Linked DNA regions of Mus musculus: all the other regions are linked to region 2. A link is a contact called in public promoter capture Hi-C data. All regions are on one chromosome and are shown on one strand. The core of a region is the stretch at or near the end of the contact, and the rest is flanking DNA. Distances in the headings are between cores, read along the strand shown.

Evidence for each region. Promoter capture Hi-C pulls out the DNA fragments that hold promoters and counts their contacts.
Region 1: a contact with region 2 is called in a promoter capture Hi-C map of pre-B cells. The contact joins the promoter of Zfp628 here to the promoter of Rab4b in region 2. A contact is called at or near these places in 4 of 39 promoter capture datasets (cranial neural crest, frontonasal cranial neural crest, maxillary cranial neural crest and 1 more).
Region 3: a promoter capture Hi-C map of pre-B cells shows a contact between it and region 2. The contact joins the promoter of Zfp667 here to the promoter of Rab4b in region 2. A contact is called at or near these places in 3 of 39 promoter capture datasets (cranial neural crest, maxillary cranial neural crest and pre-B cells).

Annotation. Positions count from the first base shown.
Region 1 is chr7:4,913,904-4,916,609 of GRCm38.p6, forward strand. Zfp628 (zinc finger protein 628) reads left to right here and starts at 1,314. Exons shown (of 3, transcript NM_170759.2): 1 at 1,314-1,502.
Region 2 is chr7:27,177,604-27,180,303 of GRCm38.p6, forward strand. It overlaps Rab4b (RAB4B, member RAS oncogene family), which reads right to left and starts at 1,280. Exons shown (of 8, transcript NM_029391.2): 1 at 1,124-1,280. The coding sequence starts at 1,139. Mia (melanoma inhibitory activity) reads right to left here. Exons shown (of 4, transcript NM_019394.3): 3 at 2,566-2,676; 4 at 2,138-2,231. The coding sequence ends at 2,208.
Region 3 is chr7:6,285,208-6,287,966 of GRCm38.p6, forward strand. Zfp667 (zinc finger protein 667) reads left to right here and starts at 1,373. Exons shown (of 5, transcript NM_001024928.2): 1 at 1,373-1,447.

The DNA.
Region 1 (2,706 bases), core at 64-2,563, about 22 Mb before region 2:
TTTCTGAATTCTGGCTGGCTGGTTCAACTCAGCTTCTCTGGCCTAAACACCTCTCCAAAGTGACTGATTCTCTCAGCTTCTGACTGAATTGCTCTGCTTGACCTCAAACTAACTCTAGAAATCTGTTCTAATTTGGCTTCTTTTTATTCTCTGGCTCATTGTGTCTTCACCTGCAACTTGTCTCTATAAAACCATCTCTATGAAAACTACCTCTGAACTCCTCTGCATAGCCTCTCAACTCACTGATTCAACTGAACTGGTTGCCTAGAACTCAGAGATCTACATGCCTCTATCTCCTGAGTGCTGGGATTAAAGGCATGCACCACCAAACCTGGTCCTAAGCTTTTCCTTACCTGAAACTTGCTCTATTCCAGGCTGGCCTTGGACTCAAAGAGATCTGCTTGCCTCTGTCTCCTGGAATTAAAGGTGTGTACTAAGGTCATATCTGTGTTCCAGCCACAATAGCCATGTTGCTGGATTAAGACTCCTCTATGGCTTCACTGGGCAGCGAGCATCAGTACCATCAGTCTGAGCCATCTCACCAGCCCTCTAAGTTAGGGCTGGGGTGATAGCTTTGTAGTTAAGAACAACTGCTAGTTTTACAGAGGACTGGGCTTCGGTTCCTTGGGACCACACCAGACAGTTCACAACTGCCCTGTAACTCTAGCTCCAAAGGATCTGACACTCTGTTTTGGCTTCCTCAGGCACCAGGCACACATGGGGTGCACAGACATGCATGTGGGAACTCACATATACAGAGAAGGTAAAAATAAATAGATCTTAAGAAAAAGGCAGCCGGGCAGTGGTGGCGCACACCTTTAATCCCAGCACTTGGGAGGCAGAGGCAGGAGGATTTCTGAATTCGAGTCCAGCCTGGTCTACAGAGTTCCAGGACTGTCTCGGAAAAAAAAAAAAAAATTCAAGGCCAGCCCGTGCTACATGAGCCTACAAGAGCCCATTGTCTCAAAAAGTAAAAAACAAAAACAAAAAACAATTAAGACAACAAAAATAATCTATCCGAAAGTCTCAGCACAGGCTCAGAAAGCAAGCTTGGCCCCAGATACCAGCAGGCAGGGGAAAAAAAGCAGGCTTGTAGGGGCAACTCAGACTCCCGAGACCCAGGCCATCCCAGGCCATGCAGGAAGGTTGAGTGCCTCAGTTTCCTTCCCAGCACGAGGGAACAGGGTCTGCGTGTACACCACGGGCCTGAGGCTTGGACCCCCGGGATTCTGCATCTGGCGAACCCCAGCAGTGGGTGGGGCCGGGCCGGGCTTGGCGCGTTGCGTCATGACGCACGAAGGCGGCGGCGGCGGGGTTTGTGTGCGCGAGAGGCCGCCGATAAAGGTTGAGTGCCTCGCGCCGGGGGCCGTGGGGAGGGAGCGCGCCCCCGCCCCCTCCCGGGCCGCGGGTCCCGCAGCGCTGTGCCGGGCCCCGCTTCCCGTCAGCCCCCGCGGGAAGGCCCTGGGGTTCTCCTTGATCCCCCTCCCCGACCGGGGCCACAGGTGAGAGACCGGAGGGCGCGGTGGGGGAAGGGCCGGAGGGCGGAGTCGTTTGGAGAACGGCGAGCGGGAAACCGGAAGGGGTACCTTAAAGGGAAGGTCGCTATTTCGCCTCCGATATTTAATCTGTTAGGCCGGCTCCGCCCTCTTAAAGGGGTAAGGACAGTGTGTTTAGCTGCATTTTTGCAAAGCTTCCTGCCCTTTCCCTTCTCCCCTTTCTCCTAAAAGGGGGTTATTTCCTTAAAAGCGGGTGATAGTTTCCCAAACATTGAAGGAAAAGTTTCATAATTCTGCTGGTCCCTAGACTATCTGAACAAAGAGATCTTTTTTCCCTCCCAGATAAAACCTCATGTAGCTTAGGATGCCGTCAGACTCACTGTATAGCTGACAATGACCTTAAATTTACGATCCTGCTGCCTTCATCTGCGCGCTGGGATTACAGGCCTGCCTGTGCCACCACGCCCAGTTCTATGGTGTACTGTGACAAGAACCCAGAGCTTTGTGCATGCCAGTCATTAACCCTTAATAACCGAGCTACATCCCAAACCCCAAGAGCTTCCTCGTAAAGCCCAGACGCTTAAAGGGCACTCTCACTGCTAAGATGGGTCCCTGTTCCGTTGGGCCTCTTGTGTTAAAAGATATGGCCTCAGAGGCACAGACAGTTTCTGAACCTCATTTGTCACCTACACGCCAAAAGGAACAACAGCCCTTTAAAAAAACAATCCTTCATAGCCTATTGCCCTTTGAAAAAGAAATCCTTTATAACCTGTCAAAAGGGGGTGCCTCCCTCTCTTCACTCAGACTGTCTTTACTGAGCATGCTCTCTCCTGATGTTTTGGTGGGTGATGGATGCATCAGAGAACGATCGATCGAACGAAGCAGAGGTTCTCTGTTTGGATGATGTGAACATTGACAGAGTAGAACAAGCAGTAAGAGACTTATATGTTGATGGGACTGTCCTGGGGTACTGTCACTGCAGTACTGACTTCAGGATTTACTAGGGAAGGGTCAAGCTGGCACTGTGTTTTGTTACCAGTGGCATCCATCCTATTGAGTCAGGAATCCTGATGAACACCCATCCATTTATTAGACAGCCCCTCTGACAAAGAATGACCTGTCTCCAAATCTCTGTGCTGGTGAGGTTGAGAAGTCCTGGCTAGGGTGGTGGTGATGCACGCCTTTGAGCCCAGCACTCAGGAGGCAGATG
Region 2 (2,700 bases), core at 30-2,529:
AGATAAAATTATACAGCTCAAGAGATGGCTCAGCAGTTGAGAGCAATGACTGCTCTTCCAGAGGTCCTGAATTCAATTCCCAGCAACCTCATGGTGGCTTACAACCATCTATAATGGGATCCAATGCCCTCTTCTGGTGGCTCTGAATACGGCTACAATGTACTCATATACATTAAATAAATATTTAAAAAGGAAAGAAGGAAGTATACTAAGGACTTCTACTTTCCAGACTAGGAAAATGAGGCCAGAGAGGTTAACTGACGAAAGCAAGACTACACAGCTAGGCACAGCTAAGCTACAAACCCAAACTAAAGGTCTCCACAATGCAAGACCTTACCTGATGCATTTCAAAAGCCATTTCAACAAGAATTAAATCTGACCTCCATTCCTCTTCACTTCACCTCCTACCCCCTCTCACTCATTCACTCTGTCAAGGCCTCTGACGTTGGGCCTATGTCCTAAACTGGTTACCTCCTCTGGTAAGTGTGCACCAGATTCTGTGGCTTTTCTATGAGTGTTCAATGAATGGAGCTGTCTCTGATTGTCGTCAGAGATTTCTACTGCCTTCCAACCTACCTCTACCCACCTGACACTGTACATCCATACTGATTGCCTAACTCTGAACCTTGTCTCCCCATCCTCTGTCCAGAACCCCTGGCCTCTATCCTTAAACTTATGCCGCATTTCTTGACGCTAAGTTTCAAATCTATAACTCAAGAACATCACTCCAGCCCTCTCAAACCAGATCAGCCCACAGAGTGTGCAGGGTGCACAGCATCTGTGAGGCTCTCTCTGTAGTCCATAAAACCTGACCCTTGCTGGTCACCGTCAGCCCCGCCCTATCCACTCATGCTCCGCCCAGGAAGGCTTGCTTCCCTCTTCAAGGCCTACCCCCTACCCTAATCTACCAAGACTAGGTCCCTTAAATCCCGCCCTAGATCTTTTTAACCCGTACAGCGGCCTCTTCAAGCTCCACCCAAATCGATTAGCTCAGCCCCAGACCCACTTAGCCCTGCCCCGTATCCGGGCAGACCCCGCCCACCTGACCAGAAAGCCCCGCCCCACTTCCACATCCACATCCACTACGGGCCCAGCCCCCCCTGCTTCGGCCCATCAGCCTCACCGTAGGTCTCGGCCATGGCTCAGTGGCGACCGCTGAGGGCCGCAATATGGCGCCGCAGCCGCGCCTGTTCCTCGGCTGGCAGCCGCTCCACTCGGGCTGCAGCCTCAGCTCCTTTCCACTTCTGGACCCGGCGCCGCCACTTCCGCCTTCACCGCCCCCCCCCCTCCCGCGCGAGCCTCCGGAGCTGCGGATACCAGGCCACGCTCGCCCAACGCAGTGATTGGTGGATTCAGGAGGCAGTGGGCGGGATAAGCGGCGCGGATTGGTGGCATGAGAGGGGCCGAGTCAAAAGGGGCGTGACATAGAAGAGCGATTGGTGGAGCAAGTGGGAGAGGGCGGAGGCAGAGATGCTGCCCTAGCGGTGGAACGGATTTGGTCAAATATCGGGGAGCAGAGACTAGACTCCGTATTGGTTATACGTAGGCACGGGGCGGGGACAAGAATGCCAAGAAGGAGCAAGGGCAGGATGGACAGAGTTGGAAGAATGGATCTCAGGCTGCTGAGTGTAATTTCTAACCCCATAGACCGGAAAGAGGAAAGCTGAGGACACGCGCACATTTATCCCTATCTACAAGAAAAACCTCTGTTGGTCGGGCTCTGGGGTCGCGCATGCTTTCAACCCCAGTACTCAGGAAGCAGAGGCAGATGTATCGCTGAGTTCAAGGCCAACCTGGTCTACATAGTGAGTTTCAGAACAGTCAGGGCCTACATAGAGAAACCCTCAAAACAAAGACAAAACAAAAAAACTGTACGTTCTATGCGCTTCTCGGGATCTATTGGCTCATACCAATGATTCAACTCCCTTTAAAAGAGAGGAAAGCGTACATATATTGTACTGTTTACCCCCTTGCTTGGGGGTCCCAAACCTTACCTTGGAGCAAAGGGCTTGCAAAGTGAAATTCTGCCTAGTAGCCACTGACGTTACAACATTCAGGGCATTAATTGGCTATATTCAGAAACCCGTGAAACATTCTTTGCACATACCCACCCAACCCCAAAAACCAAAGAGACAAATAGTTTGCCATTGGCTGCTGTATTTGCATAGAGCCGGAAGGGTAACTGCAGGGATAGCGGTAGGCTGAGCTCACTGGCAGTAGAAATCCCATTGCTGAAAAAGAGTAGATAGAAAACCAACCAGTGATGACATTGCAATGCGCCTAGTGGTTCTAACAAAGTTATAGCTGCAAGGACTAGGTTTGATCACCCAGAAATGAACACATTAGCTTCCAGTACTGCACCCTCTGCCATTTCCCAATTAGAGATCACTCAGCACTGGGCAGGGCCTGTAAACTCAGCAGCCCTCAGGAGGCTGAAACTGGAGGCTAGTGATTTTGAGGCCAGCTTGGGTACATACCAACAACAAAAATAATTACTTCTCATAAACAGGTAAGCAAATAAAGGAACTATCATCCTACTCCCACCTCCACCCCCAAGACACTCACATCGGTCTTCATATCAATTTTGCCAGGTTTCAGAGTCAGGTCCTCCCGGACAATGCTACTGGGGAAATAGCCCAGGCGGGCTGCCAGGTCTCCATAGTAACCTCCCTGAACCTGGAGAAGAAGTTAAAAGTCCAT
Region 3 (2,759 bases), core at 123-2,622, about 21 Mb before region 2:
TGGTAGTAACATCATAGTTTCTCCTGGATAGATGGAGGTTTTGAAAGACTTGTGAGAATCTGAGTCACACTTCTTCTTTGGAGCCTCCCACCCTGTACCCCCATTCTTGGACTGGGGCTCTCTCAGTCTCTTGGTTTCCCCTTTAGAGAAATGATGTGTAGAACTTAACCTCTGTGCTTCCCTCCTACTTCCTATTTCTGGGGCCTCAGGTAAGGTCCAATGTGCTTGGAACCTCAGTTTTCCCATCGGTGAAATGAAATGCTGTGTTTGCTCAGTAGTGCCGTTGTTTCCCACATGACCATTCAGATGTCACAGTTGACGCTCATCACTGTCTTGACTGAAGATCTAAATGAGTCACTTCCCTTTCTCTAGGCACTTATATTTATACGCAGGTTGGGTATACTGAATTGTGCAGCTGACAGCATTTCACTTGTGCACACACCAATGACTGTGTTCTTGCTAAGGGATGCCATAACAGGGTCTGGTGTCTAGTCTACCCTTATCCTGGTGATTGCTGTGCGACCCGAGAGTCATTCCTTGTCCTTCACTGAGCCTAGGGTTTCCTCAAGTATTACCCCTATTCTCTTTCTACTTGGTGAGATGTAAAGTGACTCCGGAAGTGGCTTGAATGGAGTTATAATTTGATAAGGTAGGACCAGAAATCATTAGGGTTGCTCAAGAGGTTTAGGGCAGGCCTTTCCCCTTTACGTGAGATTTATACTGAGTTCCTAGAAAATTTCAGGTTTATAGTTTGGGAGGGAGTACGGCCTTATAAGTGTTGAATTGTGCTGTGGAGAGTCTTCAATCAGACTCCAAGGTGGAACGCTCCTCTTCTCACGTGCCCATCGTTTCCCCCATGGCTTTCTAAACAGCCACAGAAGAAACTCTGTCCTCTCCTCTGAGGGTCACAAGGTCTCCAGACAGGCGACAACGAGGATGGAAACACCCTTTTGGGCGTGGATATCCTTAGTCTCTTGCCAAAGCCTGAGGTTGGCGGTACAAGCTCGCGGTTGCGCACGGCGTAAGGCGCGTGGAAGCCCAGTGAGTCCGAGGTGTGGAACGCTAGGAGAAGCATCCCGGAAAGGACGCATGCTGAATGGACTCTAACGGGAGCTTGGCCGAACCCCTTAGAAAAGCGCTTAGCGTAGGAGGGCGCACACGGGTCGGCAGAATAGCCAACCAAATTATTGAGGGCGTGGCCTCGCGCTGTCTCCGGGGTTCTGCGACTGCAGCGTCTAGTTGCGTGTCAGGGGGCGTGGCTCCGCGCTCCGGGGGAAGCCCTGGGGGCGGGGCCGCACTGGCCTGCGTCCTTCTGGAGGGGCGGGGGGACCGGGGAGAGGCCCTGAAGGGATCCCTGGGGGTCTGGGAGGCGAGTGCGCAGGCGCGGGAGCTCTGTTGCTAGCAGTTCTGTGGCAGCTGTGAGACGGAGGACGCAGCAGGGAGACAGGTGAGGGGGTCTGGTGACTGCGAGCCTTCCTTCAGTGGGAATGATTGATAGCGTGTGTGTGTGTGTGTGTGTGTGTGTGTGTGTGTGTGTGTGTGTGTGTGTGTGACAGAGAGACAGAGAGAGACAGAGACCTGTTTGCGTGGGTCGCTCTGGTGATCTGAGTTGATTCGGGTGCACGCCTGAAGCTTCGTGTATGCTTGGCGTATATTGTTTGTTGTGGGGTGAACACAGTATGAGAATCCTTCAGGAGACTCCACGTGTGTATATGTGTGTGCGCGAGAGAAGAGAAGTGGAAGGGGGGCGCGGGAGAAGGGAAGTGGGAGGGGGGAAGGGAGAGGGAGAGACCGACTAGGCCTGTGAGCCCCAAGAAACAGGTGCGAATACCACCAACTGCGTGATGTGACCAGTGTGCCCTGTGTAAAGGAAGACACTACAAGGGGCCGCTAGTGGATGTAGGAACAGAGTTCTGAGCATCTCGGTTGTACTTGTGTGTGAGTGTGATAGACTGATGGAGCTGTTTATCATAGTCTGAGGGCACTCGGCCTGTGGGGCCCAGGGACAGGTGACTGTACAGGTCCTAGTGGGAAAGGAGGCCACCGCAGGCTAGAGGGGCCCAAGGGTGTGGGCACACAGTTCTGAGTATCTCTATGTCACTAGCTGTGCTGGTGTGAGAGTGTTGGCGGGTGTGTTTGTGTGTGTGTGAGAGAGAGAGGCTGATGAAGTTATTTATCAAAGTCTAGAGATACAGTGAGCCATCAGATGACAATGGCTTTGTGAGTGTGTGCCAGTGTGTGATTGATCGTGCCTCATCTCATTTGTTACCGTGGCAACGGGCTCCTCTAGAGGAGGAGATGTGATGGCCTAGTCTGGGAAACTGAACCTGTTAAGGATGAGACTTTTCCTTCTGTACAAAGGGATAAATGGCGCTCATCAGAGTGTTGATGGAAAGGCTAAACGGACTGTGAAATAATACAGGTGAAATGCCTTGTACAATGCCTGGGACATACTGAGTGCGGTGTAGAGTCTGGCCTTTGTTGTAGTGCTGACGGTGGAGGTTTGCTGTTGTGTTGTTGGCCTGTGTACAGGTAGGGTTGTAGTGGTGAATTCCAAAGGAGTTTTAGTGTCTACATTTGGAATTTGGCCGTCTTTCACCTCTAGCAGAGGTTCTGGATTGAGCAGTGGTGCACACACCCTCCAGACTCCTTTTATCCCTAGGCAAGCAACCTGGCTTCTTGGTGTCTGCCCAAGAATGGTCCTGCGGGAAAGTTGCATCCTACCCTGACCTGTGGAACCTGTTGGGTGTCTTCCTTAT